Linked DNA regions of Pan troglodytes: all the other regions are linked to region 2. The links are chromatin contacts, called in public Hi-C maps. All regions are on one chromosome and are shown on one strand. Each heading gives the region's core, a stretch centred on a gene start, on an enhancer-like site or on the middle of the called end of the contact. The rest is flanking DNA. Distances are from core to core; before and after follow the strand shown. Region 1 has its middle 21 kb from the start of GNG12. Region 2 overlaps WLS (Wnt ligand secretion mediator). Region 3 overlaps GNG12 (G protein subunit gamma 12).

The links. A called contact is a pair of places that touch in the nucleus more often than the background predicts.
Region 1: a Hi-C map of stem cell-derived neural progenitor cells shows a contact between it and region 2, with 9 times the contacts expected there. The contact joins two enhancer-like sites. A contact is called at or near these places in 4 of 7 Hi-C or Micro-C datasets (blood, induced pluripotent stem cells and stem cell-derived neural progenitor cells) and 1 of 1 other capture datasets (stem cell-derived neural stem cells).
Region 3: a Hi-C map of stem cell-derived neural progenitor cells shows a contact between it and region 2, with 15 times the contacts expected there. The contact joins two enhancer-like sites. A contact is called at or near these places in 4 of 7 Hi-C or Micro-C datasets (blood, induced pluripotent stem cells, a lymphoblastoid cell line and 1 more).

The regions. Positions count from the first base shown.
Region 1 is chr1:163,132,612-163,136,209 of NHGRI_mPanTro3-v2.0_pri, forward strand. No RefSeq gene overlaps it. Among named protein-coding and RNA genes, the nearest start is that of GNG12, 21 kb to the right of the region's middle. Within about 2 kb of position 1,865, at least 4 of the 24 cell types and tissues checked have an H3K27ac peak or open chromatin away from gene starts, as enhancers often do. A contact at or near this core is called in stem cell-derived neural progenitor cells and stem cell-derived neural stem cells, where this site is marked.
Region 2 is chr1:162,875,325-162,878,770 of NHGRI_mPanTro3-v2.0_pri, forward strand. The region is part of intron 11 of WLS (Wnt ligand secretion mediator); the gene reads left to right. Among named protein-coding and RNA genes, the nearest start is that of DIRAS3, 61 kb to the right of the region's middle. Within about 2 kb of position 1,312, at least 9 of the 24 cell types and tissues checked have an H3K27ac peak or open chromatin away from gene starts, as enhancers often do. A contact at or near this core is called in stem cell-derived neural progenitor cells and stem cell-derived neural stem cells, where this site is marked.
Region 3 is chr1:163,218,534-163,221,843 of NHGRI_mPanTro3-v2.0_pri, forward strand. GNG12 (G protein subunit gamma 12) reads left to right here. Exons shown (of 5, transcript XM_009460436.5): 3 at 494-523. Among named protein-coding and RNA genes, the nearest start is that of GNG12, 65 kb to the left of the region's middle. Within about 2 kb of position 1,513, at least 15 of the 24 cell types and tissues checked have an H3K27ac peak or open chromatin away from gene starts, as enhancers often do. A contact at or near this core is called in stem cell-derived neural progenitor cells, where this site is marked.

The DNA.
Region 1 (3,598 bases), core at 615-3,114, 260 kb after region 2:
AACCTCCCCACCACATATGCATTTGCTACTCTGTTGCCCCCACTCACTCCACGGTAGACATACTATTCCTTAAACCTGCCAAACACAACCCCCCATCCAGACCCTTGCATCTCCTGCGCCCTCGCTCTGGAACACTTTCCACCGGAAGATTCAAAAGACTCTGACTCACTTTTTCAGTTCCCTGTTGACATGTTATCTTAACAAAAAAGACTTTCCTGGCCCTTCTATTTGAATGAGCAGCTCGCACCCCAACTCTCTTGCTTCTTTAACCCTTTTCACATTTTTCTTCTTTGCTTTTATACCATCTGACATTTTTTCCATAGGTGTATATACATATGTATTTAAACATTTATTGCTTATGGCTTATCTCCTCTTATTAGAATGTAAGCCTTGTAAGGTAGAAACATAATTTTTATTTCACTACTCTATCCCCAGTGCCTAGAGCAGTACCTGGTGTATACTCAAACATTCCCTGAATGAATGAGTAAACCCCTCTTCCCAGCCTACCCTTTCATGGTATTCAGGCACTCTTCCTCACATACATCATGCATTGCACCTCCATGCTTATTGCTGTTCCTCCCCCTGAAATACATTTTCCCTTATTTCTGGATCCCAGAGTAATTTCTTTTTTATTTGTTTGCTTGTTTTGAGACAGGGTCTTGCTCTGTCACCCAGGCTAGAATGCAGTGGTGCCATCATAGCTCACTGCAGCCTTTAACTTCTGGGCTCAAGTGATCCTCCCACCTCAGCCTCCAGAGTAGATAAGACTATAGGTGTGCATTATCATGCTGGCTAATTTTAAAATATATATAGAGTTGGGGGTCTTGCTATGTTGCCTAGGCTGCCAAGAGGGATTTCTGTCCAGCACACACAAGAGCTGAACTGATTGGGAGGAATGGGCAGGAGGTAGGAAGGGGGGAACTTTCCAGAAAAAGATTGCAGCAGAAAAAAGTTATAATGGTGAACACAGGGAGAATTGGAAGAATAATTTACCATGGAGAAGGAGAAGGGAAAGAGTCAGAGGGGAGACACCAAGCAACCATCTCCACCAAACTCAGCCTTGTGGCTCAGACCTGCATTTAAGAGTCGGCAGGGTTGCCATCGCCTAGAACCTAGTCCTCCCTCCTCTCCATTCTTCTCATATTTCCATCCATCCAAATCTTTCTTACTGAGATCAACATAAATGCCCACCCTGTGGCTCCTCCACTCAGCCCTTCAGAGTCATGTACCCCTGCAGCTTTAGTGAGGGCCTCCACTCAGTGTTCATGAAACTCTACTCTGTATTTGAGAAAGATTTGTGGAGTTTTCCTACTTATTTTTTTCTCCAACTAGATAATAAACTCCTTGAAAAGCAAAGATGTACAGACTTTTGAAATATGTTTCAATTTTGACTTCAATACTGACTACCATATTTCATTGAATCTAAGCTAATATAAGATACATTATTTTATATACCACTAAAAACAGAAAAATACTTCCACTTGATTGTAAGACACTGCCAATTGTAAAAAGCATCCTGATTTCAGAGATCTGAGAATGTGAAAAGGGAGCATAGAAGAAACGATGGAAGGTATGTGGTCTTAGACATGTGGTAAGCCTCTCTGAACTTCAGACTCACCATTCATGAAATGAAAACCATACTTTTTCATTCATTCAGCAAATGTGTATTGAGTGCTTAGGTGTTGGGAACTGTTTAAGTTGAAAGGAATAGTAACTGGCTCTGGTTAACATAAGCAAAAGAGGATTTACTGGAAGGATACTGGGAGCTCAGAGAAACAGGGGCTGGAGCAGCAGGCTTGGTGATGGCAGGAAGCAGGGGAGCACCAAGGCCTGGGAAATGGAAACCATGGCAACAGCTCTCACCAGGAGGGCTCTGGTGAGGACAGAGATGCTGGGATTCAACTCCTTCTCTTGTCCATGGATAACTCAGGAGCCTCTGACGGACGCAGCCTGCCCCCTGGTGTAGGGGTCTGGGGCAGCATCTGCTTGCTTTGGCTTCCACAGTAAGAGGCAAACACAGAATTTGCCATCCCATCAAGACCACACACAACAGAAGAGAGGAAATTCCCCAAAGTGATTTGGAACATTAGGAAGGTAAGAAAGGGAAATGGACAATATGTGGTCAAAACAGAAACCAAAAGAGATAAATTGCATAACATACTCCTAATATGTGCCAGCCACTATACCCCCAACAGTCATGGTCCCCGTTCTTATAGGGGTTACTGTTACTATCCAGTGAAAGAGGCAAATGAGAAACAAAAAGAGAGATAAAGAGAGAAAGAGAGAAGGAAGGGAAGGGAAGGGAAGGGAAGGGAAGGGAAGGGAAGGGAAGGGAAGGGAAGGGAAGGGAAGAGAGAGGGAGGGAGGGAGGGAAAAATCCAGATACTATCAATGAAGAAACGACTGCTACGGGATAGAATAACTGGGGCTGCTTGGCTAAATCCAGTTGCTCATTTTCAGTCCTCATTTTACATAAAACATCAACAGCCTTTGACACAGTTGATCACTCCCTCTCTGTGAAACACTCTCTTCATGCAGCTCTGGGGAAATCATGTCCTCATGGTTTCTCCTCCTTCGCCAGTTGTTCCTTCTCTTTGATGCATCCTGCCTTCATTTCCCCACCCTTAAGTCCTGGAGGGCCCCAGGGCTCAGGCCTCAGACTCCCACTTTATCTGTACTTGCTCCCTTGGTGAGTCCCTCCAATCTCAAGGTTTTAAATATCGGCATACTGAAGATGGCCAACTTTATTTATCCAGCCAGAACCCCTACACTGAACCCCAGACTCATGTATCCAACTGAAGTCTCAACATCTCCATGGAGATGTCTAAGTTAAAGTTCAAACTTATGTCTAAATCTATTCCTCCACTTACCTCTGCCAAACCTGCCTGACCCATAGTCTTCTCATTCAGGAAACAGCAACTCCATCCTTCCAGAAACCTTGGTGTTATCTTTCGCTCCTGTCTTTCTCTCACCTCTCTCAGCTAATCCACTAGCAATCCCTGTTGGCTCGGGATATAATCACCTCTCACACCTCCACCACTGTCCCGCTGATCCAAGCCATCCTCATCTCTCCCGGACTAGTGTCATAGCCTCCTAATAGATCTCCCTGCTTCTACCCTTGCCCTCTATATTCTAACTTCAACACAATGCCTTGAGTGATGCTTGGATATCTAGATCAGATCATGTACCCCTCCTCAAAATCTCATGATGGCCCCGAAGACCTCAATCTTCCTCCTAACCTCTCCATCTTATTTCCTGGCTGTCTCATTCATTCGCTCTGCTCTAGCATGTTTCTTCTTCTAGGTTTTTGCAGCTGTCCTTGCCTGTTCCCAGAATTCTCTTTCATCAAGCTATCCACAGAGCTTCCTCTCTCACCTTCTTCAGGTCTTTACCAAAATACCATCATCTCAATCAGGCACTCCCTCACCACTATATTTAAATTAGCAACAATACCACCTCCAAACACACACTCACACATAATCCCCTTTCCAGTTCCCATTTTATTTTCTCCATGCCACTCATCACTATCTGGTATATATTTTATCTATGTGTGTGCGCCCCACTAAAACAGAAACTGCATGAGGGCAGGGATTTCCTT
Region 2 (3,446 bases), core at 62-2,561:
TCCTTTGCATCCAAAGCATCTCTTTCTCAAACTCATAAATCTGACTCAACAACCTATCTATAAGGCCTCCACCTATAAGGATATGGATATTTTTACGGACATGCGAGGTTGGATGACTCAGGATATGAGTAAGCCCAGAGCTTCAGCCAATATGGTCTCAGAGTGACAGATGGAGAGAGAAGGCTTCCTGTGGTGGGACTAAGGAGCATGGGCCTCAGGCTGACCAGTGTCCCCAGAATGAAGGGCTTTCTTCAAGATGGGGCCAAGGCGTTCCAAGCCAAGTTCGTGGGCAGCTAACTAAATGAGGTGCATGGATTTGGCCTCAACCTTGTTCTGACGCTCTCACTGCCAACCTAGGCGGGGAGCCAAATTCCTTGCTCTTTAACAGTTTGTCTGTTTGTTTTGGTCCAAGAGGCCAGGAAGAGAAGATATTTGTTTCCATGGTAATTGCTTGGAATGATTCTTAAGTAGAGGAGCCTGAAGGGCAAGTCTTCTCATTAGGTTTCCACCTTCAAGGAACTTAAAATCTTCTTAACAATCAAGGTTCCCAATACATGAACCGTGCAGTCGGTGACCAATGGGAGGTACAAGGACACTTTTCAGTAACTCCTGATTGGGGGCAATTGAGAGGGCTTCCCAGAAGACTGAAAATGAGCCAAGCCTTGAAAGAGTTGGATAAAAGGTGAGGGTAAGGGAAGAGTATGAGAGTGTGGAGATGCAACTTCACAAGCATTATTTGGGTGGCAATGACTAAAGTAGCCTGTTTAGCAGAGAGTCTGGGGTGCAGTGAGTAGAAAAGCAACTTGGAACCGGAGTGTACACATCATTGAATGTCAGGCCGTGGAGGCTGGACACCTGGGCCCATTCTTTAGAACTAGAGCCTGAGAAGTAGGTGGGACCCACACATTTTGCTTTTGGGTTCAGGCAACCATGGGGAGACAGCCTCCTGAATGAAGCCAAGAGGAGACTGCTGAATTGGTAGAGAATGAGAGGGTCCAGCCAGTAGGTACTGTTGTACAGCTAGTGCGCTGCATAAGAGCACCTGGCCAGGAGAGCAAGTAAGGACAGAAATACAGTTGTCACTCCTCTCATCAATCTATGCACCCTAGCATGGGCTGCCTTCTCCCAGAGCGACTTCTTCTCTGTCCACAAAGACATCTGCACAGGCTGGCGCTGACCCAGTTGGCTCAAGCCACAGCCAGAGAATGTTTTCTCCTTGTGGCCAAGGCATTTTCTTAGAGCAATGAATACTGTACATTCCCAGAGTGTCCCAAGGAGGGCACTGCTTAGCTTTGAACAGAACGATAAAGCACTGCATGCACGGTTCTGAGAATGCAGTTAGTACCAGAGCAAGCCAGTTTTCTGCTCCTGCTGGCTGTCAGAACAAGGGAGCAAATGGTTGGTAATAGTACACTTCAACTGAATTCAACTAAATCTGGCAAGGAGGGGCAGCCCCCCAAGCAGGACATACACCAGAACAGAGCATCTCATCTGCAGCCCTAAAGATCCTAAAGTTTGGACAGCAGCCATCTGACCTGTGGGTTTGGGTGGAGACCTGCATGCTTCATAAAGTATCCAAATGTTTCCCGACCCACCAGCAAACATCATGTATGTGTAGAGAGATGTAAAGGGCTCGTTCAAAGGACTGTTATAGAGAGGATGTTTCTCAATAGGGGCACACTGGCATTTAGGGTGCAACTGTCTCACACATTGGAGGATATTTAGCCAGCAGGGTCCCCTAGTCCTTGTGACAACCAAAAAAATCCCTCCTCCGTGTTTAAATGCTGCGTTGGAAAGGTTGAATCCAAATGAGAACTGAGCAGCCCTTCTCTCTACAGAAAAGACAGCAGGCCCAGTGATTTGGCCAAGACCACAAGGCTGGGGAAGAAAAAACAAGAATTAGTACCCAGGTTGCCCACTCCTTACCACTTGTCACCAGCTTCTCCCACCAGTGTGGTCCTTCTTTCTCCCAGCCTTAGTTATTCTCTAGGTTTCTGCATTGAAACCACAGAACATGCTAGAACCAAGTGATGTAGTTCATCTATGGTCCCCAAAGGCTTATATAAAGCTGTCTTAGCTCAGGCTACTATAACAAAAATACTATAGACGGAGTGGCTTAAACAACAGACATTTACTTCCTACCATTCAGGAGGCTGGAAGTCTTAAGACCACGGTCAAGATTAATCTAGATATGAATTCCTTATGTTTTCATTTATGGTACCTTTTGATGATTTGTGTAGTTGATTTACCAATGTTTTCTTTTTTAATGGGTACTTGTGTCTTTTTAAAAAATTCTTTAAATAAATTTCAAGATTATAAAAATATTCTTAATTTCTCCAAAAAGTTTTAAGACTTTGCCTTCCATATTTAAGATTCTGTTCCATCAAAAATTAATTTTTGTATGTAAGAGAATAAGGAGCTTCTTTAATTTTTTTCCTATATGGATAACTAATGCTCTCAGCACCATTTATTGAATAAGCCACTCATGATCTACAACACAATATCCTTTATCGAGCAAATATATATATATATACACATATATATGCAAACATATATATACATACACATACACACACATATATATATGGAGAGAGAGAGAGAGAGAGAGAGAGAGAGATTTTTGGGGGCTTCTTAGTCTGTTCCACTGGCTAATTTGATTATCCTTACCTCAAAACCATACTGTTTTAATTACTTTAGCTTTTTAATAAGGCTTGCAATCTAGAAAAGCACATTCCTTCATCCTGTTTGTCCTCAGAATGTCTTGGCTCTTCTTGGACATTTGGTTTTTTATTTAATGCAATAATAATATGTCACTAAAATTATTGAGACTTTTTCTTTGCAGAAAAATTTTAGACTACCATTTTAATTTATTTAATGATTATAAGGCTATTTAGGTTTTCCATTTCTTCAATTGGTTTCACAAGTTATATTTTTCTGGGCATTTTAAATTGTTTCCAATGTATAGACATAAAGTAGTGTAGATTATTCTTGCTATCTCTTTTGGCACTTAAAATATTTTTTCAACTAATTTTAAATTTTTTAAAATTTTTTTTAAATTTAATTTTGCCTATCTGTAGATATGTTCCTTTGTTTATACATATTTATACCTTCACTTTTCTCAATCTTACTAAAGATTAATCTAATTTTAATAGTCTTTTTAAAGAATTTTTGATTTGGTAGTTCTTCTGTTTTATCTTTAATTCCTACTAATTTATGCCTCTTACTGTATTTTTTTTTTTTTTACTTTTTGTGTTGTGTTCCAATGCAAATTCAGTTGATTCAATGATTTCCCCAACACCAGTTTAGGATTTGGTTTTCTTAGCTCTGGTAACATTGTTATCAATTCTTCATTTATATTCCATTTTCCAGAAGTTTGTTGCTGGTATCTCATCTCATATTTTGCCCATTCTTGTGGGTTGATATGATTGTTTAAAATCCCTTTGCTG
Region 3 (3,310 bases), core at 263-2,762, 340 kb after region 2:
AGCCTCAATTTCCGCATCAATAAAATAGGGATAATACTGCATAGGGTTATTGAGGTGATTAAGTGAAATAGTCTATATGAAATGTTTAGACTACGTGTGGTTCACAGGATGCAAATAATGGTGGCTGTTATTTTCCCAGCACATTCCATTTTACAAATAAGAATTTGCAGAAGACCAAGCACAGTGGCATGTGCCTGTAGTCCCAGCTCATTGGTAGGCTGAAGCCAAGGATTCCCTTGAGCCCAAGAGTTCGAGTCCAGCCTCTGCAACGTAGCAAGAGCCCATCTCCAAAAAAAGTTTTTAAATCAAATTTGCAGAACACTGTTTTTTGTGATAAATGGCTTTTATGAAGACATTTCTATATGTAAGAAGTTGTTCTTACTGTTTTGTTCAAAAAGAAGAAAATTTATATCTGGTTTGCTTATAAATTCCAAACTGTAGCACATGTGAAAACAAGCTACATCAACTAAACTTAACTTTCTTTTTTTTTTAGGCCTTGCCTCATTTTATTGTTAAGATTTAGGTAAGTGATATTGCCATCAGATAAGGAGAAAATTGTGTATTATTTTTACAAGGACTGAAAATATGCAAACAAACTATGTTTAGATAAATGCTCTCAATTGAGGTCACTTTATTTTGCTGTCTTTCAGTAAAGACTAGTATAGTTGGCACCTTTGTGCAGCCCAAGGAGGTCTGGAAGGGGGGTTGCATAACCTTCCCATGGGTGGAAAAGGAGGAGGAGGCAGAGTCTGAACTAGTGAGATGACCCAAACTGGTGACTGAGACTTGGTCAGGTAGGTGTGGAGAGCTGACCCGTGGCAGAGGAGTTTGTTCCCTTCACAGGGCAGCGCAAGTGTTTCTTTCAGTAGCTCCACCTCGGTATCTGTCTCCAGGCAATGGACAGTCCTAAGCGGGTGGAGCTCAGGCCCTGTCGTGCTGAACCCCTGTCAGCCTCATTAGAGATGGCACCATGTTCAAGAGGCCAAGAAGAGACCCAGAGCCAGCACACGTGACATGGGGTTTTACTGCAGGGGAGAGTCCAGTGGTGGCAGGCTGGACAAGATAACTGCATGGCCCAGCAGTTAAAGAACCCTAAGTTTCAGGATCTTTCACTGGCAACATCCCATTCCAATGCCCTGTAGCTAATGTGATATTCCTAATTTTGTATGATTTTTCTAAAGAGGACCCCCAAAATTGTATAAGGCTTAGAACCCACAAAAACTGGATCTATCCATGGGTCAGGGACACACACACTGTGAGCCTTCTGCCTTGTATGGTTGCTAGGGTGCTAAAACTCACATTTGATTCTCCCTTGGGAATAGGCATTGCCTGTGTATGCCCCTTCTGTAGCTAGACCTGCATTCCCTAAGAGGACACCTAACCCTTTCCGTGAGGGGGAAGCGAGGCCCAGCGAGGAACTGCTGTCCAGGCATCTTCCTGACCACCAGATGCCATCCTCAGGGTAGAAAGGGCCTCGTTTGTGCAGGAAGGGAGGGCAGGCACTCAGACCTCCAGCAGCTTGCTTTGTGGTTTCTCAGAGGGAGGCCCTACAGAGGAGACCGGGTGGGAGGGAGCCCCGTGTGAGGCTTCACCTGGCTTCAGAATTTCCCCAGTGGAAAATTCTCCTGGAAAAAAAAAAAAAAAACACCGACATATATTCTTGAAAGTGTATCATCTTTGGCAAAACCATAGCTGTGATCTCAAGTTTGAGGAGAATGAGCTGGCCCAGCCTTCAGGGCTGTGCTGATTAAGCCCTGCTTATGCTCAGCCGTAATCACATTCCCTCCCTCTTACTGTGCCGAAGGGCTGGGCTGCTTTGCTCATCAGCCGAAGTGAAATGTATTGAGAAGAAGCAGGAGCGCGGAAAGGCCCCTTTGTATGTGAATATCTTTCTAGCACTGTGCGAAAATCCGGGTTTGAAAATAATTTCCCCTTTCAGTGAAATGCGAGCCAACTTCGCCCCCTAGAGGAGGACCAGAGAATTGTTTAAAATGAGCCCTCAAGGGCATTTTTATTGTTCTGATTGATAATTTGGAAAGATTGTCAGCCTGTAATTAGGTGGGACTTTGAAAGGGGCTTGTCTATGAGGGCATTGTTTAGGGGGGTGTGGGTGTGTGTGCGCGCGCCGCGCGCGCGCGCACGTGCCGTGTTTTGTTTGAGTTTTTGCCTTGAGATGTTATTGTAAACTTGGGGTTGAATACTCTTATAGCTATAAAGAGTAAAATGGTTTAAATGCCACCAGGCTTAAGCCTCACAGCTGTTACATTTATAGTGGACTTTTTTTGGCCAGATTTTCACCACTACGTCTAGTTACAACAAATCATTGTTAGTCTTGAGTTTCGTTTCACTCCTTGGGGTTGTGGCAGACGTAAAGCCCACTAGAAAGCAGGAATTTTCAACCACAAACTGGATATGTATTAGAGATCCTAAATTATAGACTTTAGCTATGTCACCCACATTGAAATCTTTTTGATTTAGTCCTGCTAGTTTATTCGCATCGTTTCATTTACACCTGCTACTAACAACTGCCAGATTCAGTCACAGGTTGACTAGGTAGTAGTTATTTCACTACTGCTTCCTATACTTTTTGTGTATTTTTAAAAGAAAAATGCAAAACAGGCAGAAGAATAAGGGTTGAAGTATAAAAACCTTTCTATGTATTTCATCTTCTGTTAAAATATGATCTTATTCTAACACCTTTGTTAAGCGTTTGTTGATTATTCAGCTGCTTTTAATTACCAAATCTGACCCAATTACTTAGCTTCTAATGTGTTCCCTTTATAAATAAAGCCTTTATAATAAAAATCTTATCTACCATCTTTTGTCTGTAGGTAAATATGTGTATCATCTTCATTGTTCTAGATCTTCATCCCTCAAGTGCAATATACAATCATAGTGTTTATATTAGTAATAATTTTAATGTTTTTTTTCTTTCTCTGCTCTTAGAAACACTGAACTGTACTTCAGTATTTGATGGCATGGCATTGTTAAGAGATCGTTACTCGTGCATCAGCTTAATCGCCTACTGGGGGCTGTTTGCCTTAGAAGGATGTGAAAAGAAAAGAGTGTGCATACATTTTATAGATTATTATAAGTTATTTTTTCAATACTTGACAGGAGCATCTAATGACTACTGATAATATTCTTATATATTTTGTCTACTTTAATTTTTATATATTCTTATATATTTTGTCTAATTTTTCATCTCATGCAAGGAAATAATTTTTTGACAATATAATCTGTTGCTTTTTGACCCAAGTGTTTGGAAACTAATTGCCTGAAATACCAAACAGGCTTTGTTTGGAGAAAG